5 separate regions of the Mus musculus genome follow, and all the other regions are linked to region 5. Evidence: chromatin contacts called from public Hi-C and HiChIP or PLAC-seq data. All regions are on one chromosome and are shown on one strand. The core of a region is the stretch at or near the end of the contact, and the rest is flanking DNA. Distances in the headings are between cores, read along the strand shown.

Evidence for each region. A called contact is a pair of places that touch in the nucleus more often than the background predicts. HiChIP or PLAC-seq counts read pairs in DNA pulled down with a chosen protein or histone mark.
Region 1: a contact with region 5 is called in an HNF4G HiChIP or PLAC-seq map of pancreatic cancer cells, with 7 times the contacts expected there. The contact joins the promoter of 4930529N20Rik here to the promoter of Ppp1r3g in region 5. A contact is called at or near these places in 1 of 484 Hi-C or Micro-C datasets (macrophages), 3 of 115 datasets of contacts at active chromatin or transcription factors (embryonic stem cells, pancreatic cancer cells and stem cell-derived neural progenitor cells) and 1 of 9 other capture datasets (macrophages).
Region 2: a contact with region 5 is called in a Hi-C map of liver, with 5 times the contacts expected there. The contact joins the enhancer-like site here to the promoter of Ppp1r3g in region 5. A contact is called at or near these places in 1 of 484 Hi-C or Micro-C datasets (liver), 4 of 115 datasets of contacts at active chromatin or transcription factors (bone marrow-derived macrophages, embryonic stem cells and stem cell-derived neural progenitor cells) and 2 of 9 other capture datasets (embryonic stem cells and liver).
Region 3: a contact with region 5 is called in an H3K27ac HiChIP or PLAC-seq map of hepatocytes, with 10 times the contacts expected there. The contact joins the enhancer-like site here to the promoter of Ppp1r3g in region 5. A contact is called at or near these places in 7 of 39 promoter capture datasets (3T3-L1-derived adipocytes, HPC-7-derived erythroid cells, cranial neural crest and 3 more), 3 of 484 Hi-C or Micro-C datasets (brown adipocytes, nephron progenitors and stem cell-derived neural progenitor cells), 7 of 115 datasets of contacts at active chromatin or transcription factors (bone marrow-derived macrophages, embryonic limb bud, embryonic stem cells and 3 more) and 2 of 9 other capture datasets (liver and macrophages).
Region 4: a contact with region 5 is called in an H3K27ac HiChIP or PLAC-seq map of cardiomyocytes, with 7 times the contacts expected there. The contact joins the promoter of Eci2 here to the promoter of Ppp1r3g in region 5. A contact is called at or near these places in 6 of 115 datasets of contacts at active chromatin or transcription factors (cardiomyocytes, embryonic basal ganglia, embryonic limb bud and 3 more) and 2 of 9 other capture datasets (embryonic stem cells and macrophages).

What each region holds. Positions count from the first base shown.
Region 1 is chr13:35,166,528-35,169,231 of GRCm38.p6, forward strand. 4930529N20Rik (RIKEN cDNA 4930529N20 gene) reads right to left here and starts at 1,277. Exons shown (of 2, transcript NR_153831.1): 1 at 1,215-1,277; 2 at 619-919.
Region 2 is chr13:36,619,742-36,622,530 of GRCm38.p6, forward strand. All of the region lies in intron 1 of Gm46409 (a long non-coding RNA gene), which reads left to right. Among named protein-coding and RNA genes, the nearest start is that of Gm46409, 8.3 kb to the left of the region's middle. Within about 2 kb of position 1,445, at least 13 of the 459 cell types and tissues checked have an H3K27ac peak or open chromatin away from gene starts, as enhancers often do. A contact at or near this core is called in liver, where this site is marked.
Region 3 is chr13:35,022,240-35,024,939 of GRCm38.p6, forward strand. It overlaps a transcript of Eci2 not described here. Among named protein-coding and RNA genes, the nearest start is that of Eci2, 29 kb to the left of the region's middle. Within about 2 kb of position 1,327, at least 4 of the 459 cell types and tissues checked have an H3K27ac peak or open chromatin away from gene starts, as enhancers often do. A contact at or near this core is called in hepatocytes and liver, where this site is marked.
Region 4 is chr13:34,992,766-34,995,619 of GRCm38.p6, forward strand. Eci2 (enoyl-Coenzyme A delta isomerase 2) reads right to left here and starts at 1,379. Exons shown (of 10, transcript NM_001110331.1): 1 at 1,249-1,379; 2 at 303-465. The coding sequence starts at 1,292.
Region 5 is chr13:35,966,378-35,969,213 of GRCm38.p6, forward strand. Ppp1r3g (protein phosphatase 1, regulatory subunit 3G) reads left to right here and starts at 1,529. Exons shown (of 2, transcript NM_029628.1): 1 at 1,529-1,605; 2 at 1,781-2,836. The coding sequence starts at 2,222.

The DNA of each region.
Region 1 (2,704 bases), core at 27-2,526, 800 kb before region 5:
TGGAGAGAGCATGGCCCCTGGGATCAAATGAGCATTGAGTCTTAAAATTGGGGTACCTAGACCCGCAACATCTACCTATATTACCTGGAAATATGATAAGCATACCAATTTGGAATTGTTACTCCAGACCTCAAGAGGACTCTGAGAGAGAAACTTAGCAACTCTGTCTTGGTGAGGTCTCTAGGTATAGCCTATGCTGCTGAAGTCAGAGACTCTGGCTTCAGACAGGCCTATGGGAGGGAAGCTGAGCACTCCCTGTGATTTGTCAAGGTCTCAGAATATCCCTGGGATAGAAATTTAAACTGGTGTTGGCAGCTTGCTGTGGTACTTGGAGGGTGGGAAGCTATTTAATTTATCATGAATGGCTTTCCCCAGAGTGTTCATGAGCTGGGGAAGAAGAGAGGAACACAATAAAAATAGGAGCATCTCAATGTGCTGGAGCCCAGACAGAGCCTGAGTAACTCTGGACCACAGCTTGGGAGCAGCACCAGATGGTGAAACTTGGACCAGAGCATGGGTTAAATACTGGCCAGGGGAATACAGCTAAATCTTACGTCATCAACAAACATTCCCAGCATGCACGGCTTGCGGTGACAGTGAGAAATTAAGACATCTCTTCTGGGCTGAGAATTTAGTTAGAGACATAACTCTTAAACCAAACAAACACAATGCACAAAGTTATAACTCAGAGTCTATGAAGGAGAGCTTGCTGTGAGTACTCCAGAAGAGCTGGACAGAGTGGCTGCAAGAGGCAGAAGGACAAGAATGACAAAGGTCGACACTTGTACTTGCTGCGATCAACAGGTGGTGACGTCTGATCTCGAGTGACAGCTGTGCGGCTTTGTGAACAAATGCTGATACATTGCAATTACTATTTGTTCCTTGACAAGAATTCATGTCTGAGCACAGTCTAAAGGACCTTGAGTAAAATAAACAATAGTGTAGGGCTTCAGTAGTGAACACATCTCCACCACTTCAGCAAGCCCCTCTATGAGCTCAGTAGAGCAAACACACCCTAGGACTACAAAGTATAAGGTTGATAGGCTGATAGATGACTAGCTGAAAGAGAGCAAACAGCTCTTAGCATGCAGCATCCCAGAAGCACCTGGGATCATCTTCTCTTCACTTTGCCCTAACTGAATACATTCCTGCTTTCTCTAGGAGTGACATGGTCCAGTATTCTCAGTGGATGCCTTACTACAGACAGTACTTACTCCTATGTGGGCTACTACAGAGCAACCACAGACCCAGTGTTAATCTGTTCTTCCACATTGTGTGCCGTAACACCTCTGCATCATTCCTCTTGTCCTTTGGGACCATTATGAAGAAAATCATGGTTATATGTGTGCAAGCATTGTGACATCATGACAAATGATGTGATAGCTGAGGTGACTAATGGTGGCTACACTGGGCAAAGGGATGTCTCTTATCTTGGATGGGAACAGGACAGTGTGAGATTTTTACCATGCTTCTAAGATTGGCACGGCATTTTAAATGTATGAACTGTTTCTCATAGTTTCCGTTTAGCAATTTCAGACAGAGCCTAATCTTGGGTAAATAAAAATCCCAGAAAGTGGAACCAGCAGAGAGAGAAGCCAGCTGAACACTTTTTCTGTATGACAGCGCTGGGTCATCAACAAAAGGGTGAATGGCACTCACGCTGTGTTTGTTATGATGGGAAATCATGAAATAAAACATTGGAAATGGTGAAAGCAGATCTGGGGAGACGGCTCAGTTCGTAAAATTGCTTGCTGTGCAAGCACAAGAACCTGAATTCAGATCCTAGAATGCAGGTGATCAGCTGGGATAAAGTAGCAGTGGTGTGCCTGCAATTGCCAGTGTTCGGGAGGCACAGAGAGAAAGGTCCTGGGGTCTAGCTGGTCAGACAGTTCAGCCTAGTGGTTTCTGACCTTCCTCATGCTGTGACCCTTTACTACAGTTCCTCATGTTGTGGAACCATAAAATTATTGTGTTGCTACCTCATAACTGTAATTTCCTGACTGTTATGAATCATAATATAGATATCTGATCTGCAAGCCGATATGTGACCCTTGTGAAAGGGTTCTTTGATCCCTAAAGTATTCAAAACCCACAGGTTGAGAACCACTGATTTACACAAGTCAGTGAGTTCCAGGTTCAGTGAGATACTGTATCCCAAAATTGCAAGAGGACAATGGATAGCAGAAGAGACGTGATATAGACCTCTGGCTTTCACATGTACACATCTCTACATAGATGTGCGTGCATACATAGGTATGCACATGCACACAGTCACATACAATACACACACACACAGAGACACATACATATATATTCTACAGTTCTTATATTTACCACTTAATCTACATACACACAGGAAAAAGGAAGAAAATGTGAAAGTGTTTGGGTCGTTCCTAACGGCTTGTTGTGAGGGCCAGAGTCTGCTCAGTTGAGAGCGTCTGGACTTGCTGTTGGAAGCTGACACCTAAGGCTTCATTGACTGCTTTGATTCAGGTGTTACTCTTTAGTTTACAGCTCCCACTGCCTTTCTGGTGGGGAAAAGCAATAAATCCCTTCTCAATGGTCCTATTTACACTCAGATTATAAACATCTCTGGAAACAAGAGGGCATCTTCATGTGATTCATCTTATTTTCCCTGCATCATCTTTTCTAGCTGAGTTCAAGTCTCCATTTATCCATTGATGCTCTCAATTAGAAATTGTCA
Region 2 (2,789 bases), core at 195-2,694, 650 kb after region 5:
GCTTTGAGATGTCAACAGACTTCAAACTTCATTTAGTAGCCCTTCAGTCACAAGGCAGATAACTAATATCAGGATTTTTCTCTGACTGTTTGGCTTTCTCCATAATAATGCAGCTTAATTAAGCTAGCCTCCCAAAGAGCTGCTCAGCTGAGACTGGCAGAGAGGATTTGAATTAATCTTTCTTCTCTTAGATGATCCCAAGTCAAACTCATTCATGCCCACACAGGGATGCGCTCTTCACCTGCATGATGGAATTAAAAGAAGAAATCCTCACTACATTTACTAGACCATGTGCGGATGCTCAAACTATGATGTGCCTCCAACTCTTCAATGCGGATCCCTGGGCACTGAGCTAGTTCTATTGAATTGCTATCTTAGGGATAGTGGACCTGATAGTCATGGTAATGAACACAGGACTGTATCATTTAATTGGATGGAAGAGATATCACTGGCACTTGGTTGGATGCCTGATCATATCTGAACTAGCTGAGGTCACAGTTGCATGCAGCCCTAGGTTCAAGCCCTGATTGTACCACTTTGAAGATGGCTGACCTTCCAAAAATTGTTTACGCCCTTTGGCTTCTTTTACGACATGGTCTCTGTAGCTTTAGCTGTCCTGGAACTTGTTCTGTAGACCAGACTGGCCTCAAAGTCAATGATCTGCCTGCCTGTGCTTTCTGGGATTAAAGGTGTGTACCACAACACCTGACTGGCTTTTATTTCTTATCAGTAAAATGCAACGGACAACACTATTCTGCCTTCATTACAGCTATTGCTGATAAGGTCATAGATGAGCATCTAAGCATCTGGCACACTTGCCTGATAAATGATGTTGCTGTACCTGCAGTTATTTTGTTATTCTAGAACTTCCATGATTCTTGATACAAGTAGCTCATATTTTTAGTCCTATTAGCACATGTTTTAATGGAACACCTTAGAACTGTGTAGTGTGTGTGCAGGCATGTATGTGTGTGTGTGTGTGTGTGTGTGTGTGTGTGTGTGTGTAAATGGGTGTGCATGTATAGGTGTTGAAAGACCCCCAAAGGGAGACCCCCACTCAAGTCTCTGGATAGCTGCGGACCCCCAGGAACTAACAAGAGATCAAGCTTGATTCAGATCACACGAGGCTTTATTCGGGGAAAGCCAGAGCTTTGGGGACGACTCGTATCTCACACAGGGGTAGAGGAGTCTACCCAGAAGTGAAATGGGGCCCTCCTTTTATGGGCCCTCAAGGGAGAAAGGAGGAGGGGGAAAGTAGGGGATTTCTAAATCACATGTCTTTAGATAAACAATTCCTAATTTAAGGTGATTTCACAAGAAATAGGTATGGGAGGGGTACAAGGAAGGAGTCGTGTGCAGGTGCAGGGGTGATGCAACTCTATTGGCTATCAGCTGATATGTGGGGCAACTCAGGATTGGCCTTATCTGAAGTTGCTGTGGAAATTTTCCGATTTCAGCCAAGCAAGCAGATTACAATCACTTGGCAGAGGGCTACAGTGGTTGGTAAATACACGGGTTAAAGGACGGTCAGAACATTGGCAAACACATGAGTTCTAAGAACGGTCAGAACTTTGTGCATAAACATTCTCTAAATCAATGGAGCAAGTTAAACTTTTACTTGTCAATAGTGAGGTCCATGCCGGTCTAGAGGCTTTCATGAATTTTCATTCTGTCAGGTTCTTTCAGTATGTGTATATGGGTATATGCATGTATGTATGTATGTATATTGTTGTGTGTATATATATATGTATGTGTGTATGTGTGTATATGTGTGTATGGGTACAAGTGTGAGTGGGTAGGTGAGTATGTGTGTGTGTATGGGTAGGTCTGAGTATGTGATAACACAACTACAAAGTATGTAGAGATACTAATGAACCATAACATGGGCATTCTTTCATGAAATTCTAGGGTGTTTAGCTATGGGTGTTATATTCTACTGTTGTGAGTGTATCCAGATGAATATAGCATACATATCTTGAAATATAGAAGAGACAAATCTATATCAAAAACTTGGATAAAATGTTACTCATTGCAAAAAATACCATGGCTTCTTTTAATGAGAAAAGTATCTATTGGTGTATAAAAGATCTAATTGCCTAGGTTTATTGAGATACTTCACCACAGCTACAATCTTGAGTCAACTTATGTGCATGTCAAATGTATGTATGGATAAAGAAAGTTACCAGAAACACACACACACACACACACACACACACACACACACACACACACACACACACACACACAGACATATTGAACCATTAAGAAGAATGACATCTTGTCATTTATAACAAAGTGGGTAGCCCAGAGGACGTTATGTTAAGTGAAATAAGCCAGACATAGAAAGACAAGTACAGCATGCTCTCTCATATGTCAATGTTAGAACTTAATAAGGATGAAATGAAATTAATAAGGATGGGAAAACATTGGGTGGAAAAAGGAAGATTGGATGCTTGTATGCATGTATGAAAATATTACACTGAACCTCATTAAGATGAACAATTACAAGTAAATGATAAAGATCCTTTAACATTTGGAAACAATTAAATAGAAATTTTATGGTATACAATCCTCAGCACAGTCGTGCCCATTATACTTTAAAGAGATGGAAATGATTTGCAAAGAGTTCAGAAGAGAACGAGGTTTTTATTGTTCTGGCAAGGCTAAGGTTGGTGTTTTTGGATTTACATCTTCTTTCAGGCCATGTTCCTTGCTGAGAATGCAAATGCCCTTCTTCTTCTTCTTCTCCTTCTCCTTCTCCTTCTCCTCCTCCTTCTTTTTCTTATTCT
Region 3 (2,700 bases), core at 77-2,576, 940 kb before region 5:
AGGGGGCACATTCTATTCTCAATTCTAACTTTGTTATAACTTAAGCCACCTTCTTAAATATTTTACCAATTACCCTAGCTTCCTAAAACTATTTAAATCAAACCAGAAATTCTGAAAAAATAATTACTCATCTTAACAATATTAGTTTATAAAAGTTCATCTTCCTATTGATCTGCAGGAAAATTGCCCAATACAGTGGGCTGTCACCCAAGAAGCTCATTTGCCCACTACAGTGCCTCCTGAATGGCATCTGTCATCCTGTGCTCTTACTAAAAACATAATTCTGCCAGGTGAGCAAGATGACTCTAGGTAACAGCTGTGGGAGAAAAAAAAAAAAAACCAAAACAACAACAACAACAAAACCAATGCTGGTGAACTTAAGTATTCTAATTACAGCTGTCTTTGCTTTGTAAATGACCGCCCAAGTCACTAGACTTAGAGTATCTTTACCTTTGCTTAAATTGTGCAAAGTATAATCTGGGGCACGGGCTTAAAAGAGATTTAAGGATGGCAGTGCACGTGCATATAAATTAGTAAAAGTCTGCTGTTTGAGCCTGAATCTTCTTCAGGCACAAGCCACAGCTGGCTATATGCTTTTTTTTAGTAGAAATATTTCTGTTTTAATTTCTAGGTGTGTAGAGTGATATCTCACTGGATAGATATATTATTTCTGTAGCAGTGGTAGCCAGAGACATTGGCATTACAGCAGAATGAACAAGTTCAAGAGAAGTCTTGAAAGGTCTTGGAGTGTCAATTTTTCTGGAAGGAGGATTTCTCAAAGGACTGATCACTGGCCACTTAGGTGAACTGCAGAAAGCCAGGACTAGCTCAATGAAATGTGAAATGGACATGGAAACACCAGGTCTTCAGAAAACTTCCAGTCGTGAAAAGCAATGGACCCAAAGTAGACGTTCATGTAGTAACTAAGCTCTGACTATGGGTGAGGTCCTAGGGAAGAGATGTTGCCTAGTCACACTGGATCTCAGGGAAGACTAGGAGGCAGACCTTGATGTATTAAGTTCTCTATTAATGTGAAGTCACTGTGGGGCAAAGGCCTGAGGGAAGCACAGAGCAGTGAGGAGAACAGAGAAAGGATCAGGTGAGGCAGCTTTTCTAGCCCAAGGCTGCCTGGTGTGATCTGAGGCTCAGGTAGGACTGGCCCCAGGGAAGCATTGTGAGTGGTGGGGCCAGGCTACTGCAACTGCTGTGTTTATAAAAATGGCATCCAAGGCCTAGAAGAAACTTTGGTTGTCTTCTAGTCTATTGTTCATCCTGCCCTGTCCTGGAAACACCCCTAACTGGCCACTGGTGAATCATTTCCAAATACAGTAAGTAAACAAACACCAGCTGGGCTATTTCCATTTCGTGGGTCTGTACCTGTGGACCCAACCAACCACAGATCAAAAACACTTGTGAAATAGAAATCAGGCCTGTACTAAACATGTACATACTCTTTTCTCTTCATTAGTCCCCAACCAATACAATCTATAGAATATTTGTATGGTATATCTCTCTTATACCATATATACCATACACACACACACACACACACATACATATACACACACATATATATGTGTGCATATATATATATATGTGTATATATATATATATATATATATGTGTGTGTGTAATACCACATATACATATAATACCACGCGCAATAGGAACAGACAGACACTACATACACACACACACACACACACACACACACACACACACACACACAGTGTTATAGCTAATGCATGGACTATTTAAAGTATATAGGGTGCTATGGGTAGGTTCCACTAAAATCCCTGACATTTTCTTCATTGATACTGAACTAAGAAATAAAAAAGTCTTCCTCTTGGAGCAGTTTTGAGCAAGAGTCAGGCCAAATTTGAATTATTCACCTTTTTGCCTATGCTTTTCTTCTGTATGTCACCTGTGGTCTATAGGCTATTGTCTGCCTGGGGTGTGTGTGTCTGTGTAGTGTCTGTCTGTTCCCATTGTCTGTAACAAAGGGCTTTGCTCTGTACTTACTGTATAGAACATGAAACATGGTATGGAAAAGGAATGAGAATTTTTTTTCTCAGAATATTTAACAGATTTTACAAGGGAAGAATTACTTTACTAACTAACCCCAGCTGACCCAAAATAGTACTTAAAACCTCTTCCTCTAGTCACTTGTTGTTTCCAATATTAATAGGATATTTGTATTTTTCTTTTTGTTTTTTTAAAATTTAAAACTTGTTGGCTGCATTCAACAAATAATTACCCCAACGCACGTGCACGCGCGTGCTTACACACACACACACACACACACACACAGACAGAGGCACGTGCGCATGGTAGCTTAGTTACTTCTGGGTCAGAGTCATTCATTTAAAATTAAAGCTATGCATATGGGAAGTCCAAAGGTGTTGTAAGAGTGGCTATATTGTTTTCTTTTCTTTTTCTTTTTTCATTAGGTATTTTCCTCATTTACATTTCCAATGCTATCCCAAAAGTCCCCCATACCCACCCCCCCAATCCCCTACCCACCCACTCCCCCTTTTTGGCCCTGGCGTTCCCCTGTACTGGGGCATATAAAGTTTGCAAGTCCAAAGGGCCTCTCTTTCCAGTGATGGCTGACTAGGCCATCTTTTGATACATATGCAGCTAGAGACAAGAGCTCCGGGGTACTGGTTAGTTCATATTGTTGTTCCACCTATAGGGTTG
Region 4 (2,854 bases), core at 129-2,628, 970 kb before region 5:
AGTGAATTATTCTCATTAGGAAGGGCTCAAGCAGGCTCCAAACATGTGAATATAAATGGTGTATCTTCCAAATCTCTTTATTCTGGAGAGAAGCAGAGGAGGCTACTCTGTGCTTTAATAGCATATAAAGGCCTAATATGAAAAACAAAACAAAATAAAGCCTGCATACATACACCCCAAAGGGGAGCCAGCCATGCAACCGGAATGTTAGAAACAGTGTTAGAAACGTATCAGAAACGTATCAAATTCAGGAATCATTTGCTCAAAATGCGTTTAAGTTACAACAGAGCTCAGTCTATTACCTGCTTGTACAGTGCATAGAGTCTTAGCTTCACTTCGTTTCCCGGGTCCTTCTTCAAGAGTTTCACCTGGTTCAATGCATTTTCAAAGTCCTGCTGACTGGCTCTCATTGTTGGTCTGCCCAAGTGCAGTTTAGCCACTTGTAATCTGAAGACCTGCAGGACACTACAAATAGTGGTTTCTGTTTGTTCCTTGCCCTTTTATTTCTGCAGCAACAGGATTACTGATTGGCTCCAACTCATGTTGATCAGAACAGCATGCATCTACAACAGAGGCAGGCGGATTTCTGAGTTCAAGGCCAGCCTGGTCTACAAAGTGAGCTCCAGGATATCCAAGGCTATACAGAGAAACCCTGTCTCGAAAAACAAACAAACAAACAAACAAAAACAACAACAACAACAAAAACCCCAACAGTTTCCCTAAGTAAGCAACTTCCCACTGACGCTTATTGCACGCTCATTCAAATGGAGGGTAAGTTTTGCCTTTTGAGAAAGTCACACAGCGGTTCACTTTGCTCCATAGTTCTTTGGGTTATTACTTATGGAGCACTCTCTCCAGCCACTTCTCTGAACAAAGTGAGCTTACTGCTTGAAACCCCACACTGGTTCAGCAGCGCTCAGAGCTAACTAGCAATATTGGACAAAGTGTCATCTTAGCCAAGGCACTGCGTGCGTGCCCTAGGAAGTCCCGGGCTGGGCCTGGAGGCCTGGGTGCCCCGGGGACCCAAGCACCGACGGAGGCGACCGGAGCGCGTCCATCCTTACCCTTTGGGACTCAGCAGAGGAAGAACCTTCGAGGTCACTCTTTAGAGCTCTCTCGCTGGGAAATCGTCAAAGTAATATCCTGCTGTCTCGCTAGCCAGGCCAGATGACAAAGCGGGCGGCTCCGTGGGCGGGCGAAAATTCCCGCTGGCGACTTTGGGCCGGAGAGTCGAGGCTGCAAGCTTACCTCGGACACCAGCATCGAGCCCGACTCCAGGTCACTGCCGCCATAGCTAGATACTGTGGTCAAACTGAGCCCGGAGGCTTAGGCCCAGCAGAAACTGCAGGGCAAGACCGGGAAGGGGCGGAGCCAGAGGTGCGCTCCGGGCGTGGGTGGGGCCAGGGTTCAGGGGCGGGGCCAGGATGTGAGCTCGGCCTGTGAAAGGACCCGGGGACAAAAAGACTGGCGGAGATAATCTTGGATGTGAGCCCTGGGCAGGGGTGCGACTAGCGACTCCTTCAGAGTTGAGAATGGGCGGGTTTCGAGGAGGAGCCTAGAATGCCTGGCCCAGGTCCAACTCCGTACAAAGGTGATTGGCACAAGATCTGGCAAAGAGGGACAGGGTACGGAGGCGGTTCACTGTGTTCTTCGGAATATTAATCAGAGAGCCTAAGCATATTTATTTACAAACCGGACAGCTCCCAGAATGTTTAGTTAGGAGCACGCTCCTGAGCACGTTCAGTCTAAGGTCATGGAACATTATGTTTAAAAGATTATATGGACAAGAGTGCTCCTGGATATGCTTATCTTGCACAATTAAGTTTAAGCTGAACATGAAACGGTATAAGCTTCATTAATGTAGGCGTTTGCCCCTAAGGTGATTCTCATGCTTAGCAGAGGCCACCTCCAGTAAACACCACGTCTGGCTGAAGATTGGGGTGGGGGTGGGGCAGTTCGCAAGGAAAGGGAACCACACTGAGCAGAGTATTAGTTGAGCTTGAGGATCACTGCGCCCACGTTAAGAAGCTCTTGTAGTGTGTGAGACCTGGAACTAGCATTGTAAAGTACCTTCATAGTGAGTCCTAGACCTCCCTGCCGACTCAAATGATCCTCTTTGCACGTAGATAAAATTCTTGATATGAATATATATATGTTCTGTGCTAAGAGTAATAGAGAGCCACGGAAGAGCTAATTGGTAGAGCTAGAGAATTGACTAGGCTATTTGAGAACAGTCGTGGCTCTTGCAGAAAGCCCGGGTTTGGTTTCTCTGAATCTACAGGGTGGGTCATAACCATTCATAACTCCAGTTCCAAGGGGACAGACACATTTTATGACCTAAACAGCCCTCAGACACACAGATGGTATGCATAATACCAGTATGCAAAACCAATTACATAACGACAGTTAAATAAATAGACAAAGTAAAACAAAAAAGTTACAACAAATACATTTTTTTAAAAAGAGCCATTGGGTATGCTTTTGATCTACTTTACAGTGCAGTCAAGATGCCCGGGCATGTCTCTGAGAGTTTTGTTTCTGTACTAGAGTGAGAATGGCAGAATCCTCCTCAAGATCTCACCAGAGTTCGAATCTCCACTCCTGGTTCTTATAAAGACCTTGGAGAAGGAGGTGTGTGGGTCAATTAGGTCCTACCTTAGAGGCTTGACTGCACGTGAGCAGTGCTGTCTAAGAAGGGATTTGATACAGACACCCAGGCCTGGTGGTCACAAGAGCCAGGAAATGTTCCCAGTGAAACTGAATCTTGGGGGTTCTACTTCACAGGGTCTGCTCAGTATTCTGGGAGATGTTTCTTGAGACGGTGCCATGGAACCTATGATGGATGGAGATGCCA
Region 5 (2,836 bases), core at 279-2,778:
CTGAGCACCTTATTTGCATATTTGCATCTGGTTTATGGTGAGTTTTTCAGCCTTTAACTTGTGGCTCTGACACCATCTTCAGGTAGAACAGTGTCAGAATGGAACTGTTGGATACTCACCTGGGAATCAAAACATTGGCAGTAGACAAGGTACTGTCTGGGTGTGAGAATCTGTCCAAGTGAGGGAGACAATTCACTCCAACCTCAAAATCTCTTTGAAGTTCCTAGTTCATTTTTAAACTAGTCTGAGGCTGGGCAGGGGTGGTGTGCGCCTTTAATCTCAGGCAGAGGCAGGCAGATCTCTGTGAGTTTGAGGCCAGCATGGACTACAGAGTGAATTCCAAGATAGCCAGCCCTATACACAGAAAAACCCTGTCTCAAAAAATCAAAGAAACAAACTAGTTTGTGAACATTATACTTATTATCACAATATATCAATGTCTATCTACACGTTAAAAAAAAAGTGTCCTGTGCTGTAGATTTTGTAGATGCTGGAGGTGGGGGCACTCTAGGTAGATCTGGATTGGGAGTCCCATACTGTCAGATTCAGTATGTAGATATGGACACTGTACTGGACACTTAATGACTAGAAAGTCCCAGCCAAGGGACTGAGGGGCCTGTTCCTAAAAATTCCTCTCTAGCTCAGGGTCTTTGGCCATAAAAATAATTTTCCAACTTCCTGGGGTCAAACCTGACCTTAGCTCAGCTCTGGGACCTGAACAGATGTTCCCATCCTTTGTGTGCTACATTGAGTTGGAGTGATGAAGTTTTGTGCACATAAGATCACATGGGAGGGGCCCTCAGCCTTGGGGAGGGATGAGCAGCCTGTGAGTCCTCAATAGATACTAAAATCAGTAACTATTGATGACTCCTTAAATTCTGCTATACCGTGCCCAGTTTAAAAGCCTGGGAAAATTAGCTTTGCTTTTTGTTCCTTGATTTGTGGACCAATATTTCTAAAACCCCAATTTTTTTGTGTAAGTAAGTATACACACAGCCATGGTGAGGCAGTTAGTCACTCCTAAACGGTGGTCCCCAGAGCCTGTCCTCAGCATCTCCCTGTTAGAAATTCTCTCAGAACTGCCTGGGACACCCTGAATCAGATATGAGGGGTGGGGTGGGGGAATGGGAGGTGGGCATGACATTTGGTGATGAAGTTATCAGTTGAAGCTTGATCAAGGCAAAGTTAGCTGGAAGGCAAAGGCACAATACAACACTTAAGGAAGTATCCAGTGCCAGGATATAGTGAGATGTTCTTCCATTAGTCTTCTGGCAATTGGGTTTTGACCGGCAACCCCCAGAAGGCCTGACTGAGCCTTAGAGGGTCTGGGATCCTTGCGGAGGAGAGGTGGCAGTTGCAGGCCAGGCGCAGGCTAAGCGAGAGGGGGGAATGAATGCCTTCAAGTCTGAAGGAAGGCGCTTAGCCATGGAGGGAGGTGCCAGCCCTCTTCTTTGAGGACAGGGGGGTGGGGGTGGGGCGGGAGGACCTTGACGTGCTCTAGTGCTAGGCGCCAATGGCCACCGGGTGCTCTTGTCTGCCTGCCTAGTGAGCTCCCGGTGGGTTCCTGCTCTGTCCCCTGCTCAAGCGCAGCAGCAAGGTCACCAGGTAAGTAGGTGGAAGCTGTAGCTTCGGCCTTCCAGCTTTTAGAACCACTGAGGGGCACAACTACACAGATGCGACCTGGGACTCGAGCGGTTTCGGGGATACAGGATGAAAGGGAAGGGATGCACTTCGCTCGATTGCTTGCCTTAATGACATTCTTGTATCGCGGATTCCCTAGGCCAGTGACAGCCAGGACGTCTCCTCCGGAAGAATAACTTCACAGGCTGGAAAACTTTGTCTAGTTCTGAAAGTTGAGAGCTACCCCAGAGGATACAGACGCGCATAGCAGCCGCGGGGTGGATCAAAGCTATCGGCTAGCCTACGACCTTCAGAAATCCTAGTCTCCACTACGGACGTAGCTCTCAGGTGTTCTGGCTGTCGCGCCTCCCTGTCTTGGCCCTCCCCTTGGGAGCTAGCCGCAGGCCAGCATCCTCCTCCCTCTTGGTCCCGGGCAGCAGCAGCTAAAAGCTGGAGGTTCCAGGCCGAATCCGCTTTCTGCCAGGGTAGGCAAGCCCAGCCGACACTATGCGCTCCTTCTGCTGCGGGAGTAGATAAAAGTTTCCAGAGGACTCTCCGCGGTTCCCGCAGGACGAAACCCGGGGCCGGATCGGACACTGTCATGGATCCCTCGGGAGAACAGCTACACAGATCCGAGGCGTCCAGCTCTACGTCTTCCGGAGACCCTCAATCCGCGGAGGAACTGTCGGTCCCCGAGGTCCTTTGCGTGGAGAGTGGCACCTCTGAGACCCCGATCCCTGATGCTCAGCTCCAGGACCGGCCCCTGTCGCCGCAGAAAGGGGCAGCTCTCCCGGAACAGGAGGAGCTACAGGAATATCGCCGCTCTCGTGCGCGCTCCTTCTCTTTGCCCGCAGACCCCATCCTGCAGGCGGCCAAGCTCCTGCAGCAGAGGCAGCAGGCGGGACAGCCCAGCTCAGAGGGTGGCGCGCCGGCTGGGGACTGCTGCTCCAAGTGTAAGAAGCGCGTGCAGTTCGCCGACTCCCTGGGACTGAGCCTGGCCAGCGTGAAGCACTTCAGCGAGGCCGAGGAGCCTCAGGTGCCCCCGGCCGTACTTTCCCGTCTCCACAGCTTCCCGCTGCGCGCCGAGGACCTGCAGCAGCTCGGGGGGCTGCTGGCAGTGGCAACGATGCCTGATCCTCTCTTGGTACCCTGCGCCCGGCTCCGACCCCACTTCCAGCTCCCGGAGCTGCGCGCTGCGGAGGAGCGTCTGCGGCGA